2 separate regions of the Gossypium hirsutum genome follow, and region 2 is linked to region 1. The links are chromatin contacts, called in public Hi-C maps. All regions are on one chromosome and are shown on one strand. Each heading gives the region's core, a stretch centred on a gene start, on an enhancer-like site or on the middle of the called end of the contact. The rest is flanking DNA. Distances are from core to core; before and after follow the strand shown.

Region 1 (3,133 bases), core at 315-2,814:
TTGGGACCGAGTAACATGTGTCGAACCCACCCAGAGATGTCACGTTCGCCACCCTTACTCGTCTCCGGAATGCGTCCCGGACAGCTACATAGGCTGGTTCAACTAGCCGGGTGAAGACAGTACCTAAATTTGAATACACTGGTTAAATCAATTCATATAATGCTTTAGTTCAATTCATTTAATTGACTGATCCAATTACGAAGACACGTTACCAGAATCAATAATGGTGCCAGCACCAGTGGAAGGATTGAAAGCAATGGCACTTGGTGGGATATCAACAATCCTTCTTCCAACCCTAATTCCAATCAAATTGACGTAATAAAGTGAGGGTCTCCTAGGGTTCTTGAGCAACGGGGTGTATTTGATCCTCACAGGTTGCCCACTTGGTCCAAGTCTCAATGACCCAGAAAAGTTAGGTGACCTAATGCTAGGCAAGCAATATGAAAATGTTGACTGGTACAAATTTTGGGATTGAGAAAGGAGGGATAATGGGCCTCGGCCCAGGCCCAATACGCCCTGTGGTGGCACTGAGCTGCCTGCTGTCTTTTGGAGGCAACCGAAAGTGTAGTTTGGGATTGGGTCAGTGGCTAAGGTTGTGGTGTCCTGTGAAAGGTTACCGGCTATGGTTGAGCCACCGTAGGTCATGTTGAATGTGCACGCGCTTCCACCGCAAGTGGGGTTTGGCATCTGAAAAAAGTTATCACATGATGCAAATGTTAAAAAGGTATCCGTTAAAGATGCACCGAAACACCTGTGATGTCTCATATTGTACCGACTTCCTAACTTTATGATGAAATACAATTACTTAACCAGCCAAGCGCGTGGCTAAGCAGGTAATATATGAAAGCTTGGCAGCTTAATTACCTGCTTGCATTGAGCAGCTTGGCAGCCAAGGGTCTTGAAAGTGGTGGATTTAGCAAAGTCAAAAGCAGTAGAAGAGCAGCCAATGCAGCCAGTGCAAGGCACCCAAGCAGCATCACTGCTTGTATCCATGGCCATAAGCATGGTTTGAGGTGGGGTTCCAATATTGGCCTTCACAATGTAAGTTGGACTTTGCACAATCTGCCTGCCTGAAGCTATAGGCACCACAGATTTCTTAGCCACGAGGCTGGACAAAAACTGCACCCTGGCTTGGTCCTTGGCTAGCGTTTGCAGCACATCCTCTTCCCATGAGAGTGGTTTTGAGGGTTTCAAGGGTGAGCATGGACTGTAAACATGGAACACTTGCAGGTTTGAGCCATGGTCTTGGATGTCACATTTGGGGTTCAGACCTTGGGCTAAGGAAAAAATGAGGAGGAAAACCAGGGGAAAAAAGTGGGTTTTCATTGTTTCGTGTGAATAATTCAACGTTTTATTTGCTTTGAAGGTTGAGGTGCTGCTGAGACAGAGTGGGGAGTGAACGTATATATAACTGGGGAAGCAAGTTTAAGTGTATGTACTATGGCAACTTTGCACATTTACCCTATTAAGATTAAAAAGAATAATTAAATATAAAAATAATATGAAATAATTACGTCATTATTGTAAGTAGAGTGATAAAAATTTCATATATACTTTAATTTTAAATAATATGATTTATCATAAAAAAATGTATGAATTGATGTCAGATTAATTTATAATATCAACTCATTTACACTTATATTATAAATATATAAATATTTCAAAATTTAAAGTAAAATAAATTATAAAAATAGGATGGAACGATATACGATATGGAGATATTAGTTGAGTGGGTTGTTTTTGGTAACAGTCTGTATTCCATTTACTTTTGTAGGGTTATGAATCTTTTGTCCAATTCTACTGAGAAACAGTATCTAATTGTCCTACTATTCTTCTTTCTCTTTTACATTATTTAGAACCTTTTTTATTGGAAAATCCATCGATCGGATTTTATTCATTTTCTTATGAATTTAATTAGTTAAGATATGTTATTTGTATCATATTTAGAATTTAATGGTTACATGTTTTTTTATCTAAATTTGTTTTCCCCGTTCAATTGCATCGTTGTTTTTCTAACCTTTTGGAGGCAAATTTTGAGTGTATTTAAGTAGGGGTGAAATCAAAAAAAAAAATTAAGGGTTGAAATTAAATTGTAATTTTTATAATAGAAAAAATATAATTCTACTATTTTAATAAACTATATATTTATAATTTTTAAAGGATTAAATTAAATTTTTATATTTTTAAGGAGGTAAAAGTGTAATTTTACTTTTACTAATTTTAAATAGGCCATATGAAAAAAATTTATTTTAGGGAGGCCGAGGCCCCTACTAACCCCCTAGTTTCACCACTATATTTAAGTATATTTATTTTTCGATTTAAGCATTCAAAATGGGTTATAAGTAGAGGTGGGCATTGTATTAAAAAATTACATGATTTGAGTGAGAAAAAATTATGTATATCTTAAATGAATTTTTAGTAAAAATGGTAAAGTTAAAAGTGTGAGAACTATAGTTTTTTTTTAATTCTTTATATGTAAGAATGTAAAACGATAAAAATACTCTAAAAATAATATAATTTTTTTTATTTCTCAAGGTATCTATTGGAGTAAGCCTAATAATTAATCCTCTCATTTTGTAGGTCCATTAAGGAATAGATGCTAGCCACGAGTTTTAAAACTGATCCATACCCAAAACAAGAATTGAACCCTCGACTACTTATTAAAATAGGAGAGACTCTTACCATCTAACCTAACACCCGTGGTCATTTTACAAATATATTTTTAATCATTACTAAAATTAGTTAATATTAGATTCACTCTTAACACTTTAATAAATATATATATATATATATATGTAAACCTACCTTAATAGATGGAGAATACCCTAAGTGGTTTGAAATTGTTTTTGTTGGATAAAAGGTGGGATGTGTAGTGTTGTTGTCAAAGCATCCCCGTATTGGAAAAAGATTATAGTGATTTCCTTTTTAATATTGTCAACTAATCTTATAGCTTTTGAGACTATAAATTCAACATGATATAAAAGTTAATTTAATTATGTACCAAAAACTTAATTTTATTTAAACTATGAAATAAAAATGTACTAATGTAGTTTAAATTAAATAATATGAATTTTTAGTATGTAAAACTTTATATAATATTTTGTTGAATGAAAAAAATATAATAATAAAATAT
Region 2 (3,337 bases), core at 152-2,651, 430 kb before region 1:
CCCAACAGGGAAAAAAGCTACAAACTGAATTATATGTATATGGGAAGATTCATGAGAAACAAAAACGAAAAATACAATTGAATTCCAAGTCAACAATCAATAATTTCACTTAATCTTTCCAGTGATGAATAACCTAAAAAGTCATAAAAGCACTTCATTTATCTTCCTTTTTTTTTTCAATTTCGACAGAAACCCAATAGTGCAAATGACAAAGCAAAACAAACCCAGAAATGAAAATAAAAATAAATTAAAGAAGAAAGAAGAAGAATTACCACAAGATAATCTTCCCTGACATATTTGCCAAGTGGGGGTTTGCAAAGCAGCTTTCTGGGTTGTGTTGAAAGTGAGAAAGGTCTAACCTTTGTTGTAGAGAAGAAGAGTGAGTTTTTGGAATGGGTTTTTGATGAAAAAACAATGGGTGAAAGTGAAGGAATTTGGTGAGGAAGTGTGTGGATTTGGAGGAGAGCCATTTTTTGAAAATGAAAAAAATAGAGGTTTAAGCCTTCAAGTATTTGCAGTTTGAGGGGTTTAACTAAGCAAGAAAAGTTTTGTAGATATTATAGTGGATATGTTTGGTTACATGAATATTCTTACTCGGATTCGGAATTAAGATTTTCTCACTTTGCAGCCAATAAGAAAAGGGATAGTAAAAAGTCGATTATTCCATATTATTATGTTTTAGTTTTGGTTGGAACAATGTTGAATATTTCATATATTATTCGAATTAATTTTATTTATTCGGATAATGATTTCTATTAAGGTATTCATTTATGATCTAATTCTTATTTATTTTAATATTTTACACTTTAAAAAATTAATTTAATAAAATTGAATATTTAGTTAATTATATACATAAAGGATATCTTCAAATTAATAGTCAAAATGATTTTAACTAATTAACTATTAATTTGATTGGTATTATATTAACTAAAAAATAGATTCTCAACTATAAAACATTAGTCATATGCTTATATTGACTAAAGATGAATTTGGATAGATAATGAAAAGTAATATATTTATTTTATTTTTTATCTTATGTTATAATATCATTACAATATCTAATTTAAATATTATCAATATTTTTATACTAATCACAAATAAATATTTCATTCATCCACCCTCAATTAGAATACATTTTAAATTTATCAGCCAAAATCTATTTCACCAAACCAATTTCAGCCTGACAATTTCTTTTTTGTCAGCTGGATTGAAAAATAGGTGAAAAAATAATAATATAATAATCAGGGCCTTTTTTACCCAAAAACCAGTAAAATGAAAGCGGTCATATCAGCACAGTTGATCAAAATACGACAAGCTTTTTTGCAACCTTGAACAGAGCAAAATGGGTCCAGTGACACCGATTTTGAGGCTTGGGGCCGTGGCCTATTGAGTCAAATCCTGGCAAACTGAGAAGGCGGAAAACGGGCGGCAGAGATCGATTTCCAGGTCATGGAAATCAACATACAGGCCTGACATAGAAAGGTCAAATTCGAGCAACGTTTTCCAGGCCTGTTTACCCGGATTCCCACACCACTAAACCTTTTAAAACCCCCAAAGCCTACACTATATCCATGGTAAAAAAAGAGTTGTCAAATTTTATTTTACTCAAAGTCATCTTCATCAGTGTTTTTAGAATGTTTTTTTTAGTTTAAAATCTTAAATTAGAATTATATTAAATTTAATTATATTAAATTCAAAATTTTATTTATTTATTAATATTGAGATATAGATATTTATATATAAATATTCTAAATTTAATATATTATTACAAATTATAAAAATGACAACATCATCATGTTCTCAAACTATTTCGAACTACACTTCTTTTTATATTACTCAAATGGTAAAATAATTTTTATAGCATTAGGAAAATGTTGATAATAATAATCTAAATGGTCATTACTAATTAAATTTTTTATATAATCAAACTTTTTGCAGTCCTACGATCATGTTCTTAAAACAAAGAGGCATAACAAATGAGATCATCGAGATAACTGCTTGCATGTGTACCTAGATGTAGTTAGATTTGGTCATGCATTTAGGATCGAGAGTTTTAATTTGAACCAGGAATTGATATATACATGGGTGGAATGGTGGAGAGTTGAAACACATACCTTCCACTTGCTATGTAGGGAGTGTACAATCACACTACAACATGTAGCATTCTGATTGGGGCTTCCCATAGATGGCTTCCCAGTCACCAGTGTCAGCGCAATCATTGAAACTTGCAGACAACTACTTGGCAAGATACCAGATAAAGGAGATATGGAGGGAGCCAAAGTGAATATGGTTTAGGAAAAATTTTGAAATTTTCGCATAAGAGCCTATATTTTACATTTGTTAGGTGGAGTGTTGATGCTAGGAAATTCGACAAATAGGGTACATTTGATGTACCTAGAGTTAATTCGAGACTTCCAATTGATTTCGCATTATTGTTGGAGGCTTTATCTTAACATTCTTGTATTAGGAAATGTGTTGAACAACGAATCAAAAGTCACAAAATATTGGAAGATGCCTACTTTTGCTTTGATCGTGGGCTTCGTACAGAATGCCTTTTTTGGCCCTAGTAGGTCGATTTAATTTATTCCCTTTGGTTAATAGGTAACCTATAAATTTTTTTATTTTGTATAGTAATGCTCGAATTATTTTTTGTTGTTAATAACCGTGTTAAAATATTTTCAACAAATGGGGGAAACTTGACATGGGTTCAGTTCAAGGGACGAATCTACTCATTTTTAAACAAATTGGTAGATTCTTCTATTAGATCTAGGATAATCATAGAATCTATATGTTATTATATATTATACTTATGCTTTAAGACTTTAAGACTTCAGTTTATGAAAAGTAAAATGAAATGCAAGTTAACATTTTTTTTTATTTTTTTACAGTTTCGATGGTTGTCAAACGTTGACCCCAAGATAGTCGGTATCGTCATACCCAAATTCCTATATTATTGGTGATAAGGAATGAGGCGGATGAATGTGAAAGCGGATCGTAAAGTTTGTCAAAGTCGCAGATTTGACTTAGGGCTTTAGATGTTCAAAAAGAAACTTGAATTTTGACACAACCTGAAACGCAAATAAATCCAAGTCAGATAAAAATAAAGAAAACAATTATAAATAAATAACTAAGGTGAATAAGATAGAATAATGAAATCTAATATTAGAATTAATAAAGAAGATAGATAGAAATATAGAACGTGGTATATAGAAGTTCTAAGAAGCTTTAGAAACACGAAGAATCCACAATCCCTTTCAAACAACCCTAACTTTCCCTCCAAGAAAGAAAACTTAGCAAGAAAAAGTTTGAAATTGATCCCCACAATCTGTAAAGATTG

The links. A called contact is a pair of places that touch in the nucleus more often than the background predicts.
Region 2: a Hi-C map of leaf shows a contact between it and region 1, with 2.6 times the contacts expected there. The contact joins the enhancer-like site here to the promoter of LOC107896384 in region 1. A contact is called at or near these places in 2 of 34 Hi-C or Micro-C datasets (both in leaf).

The regions. Positions count from the first base shown.
Region 1 is chrA10:105,683,443-105,686,575 of Gossypium_hirsutum_v2.1, reverse strand. LOC107896384 (aspartyl protease AED3) reads right to left here and starts at 1,564. Exons shown (of 3, transcript XM_016821551.2): 1 at 865-1,564; 2 at 213-687; 3 at 1-123. The coding sequence starts at 1,326.
Region 2 is chrA10:106,112,160-106,115,496 of Gossypium_hirsutum_v2.1, reverse strand. It overlaps the pseudogene LOC121207599. Among protein-coding and RNA genes, the nearest start is that of LOC121207598, 5.4 kb to the right of the region's middle. Within about 2 kb of position 1,401, at least 7 of the 9 cell types and tissues checked have an H3K27ac peak or open chromatin away from gene starts, as enhancers often do. A contact at or near this core is called in leaf, where this site is marked.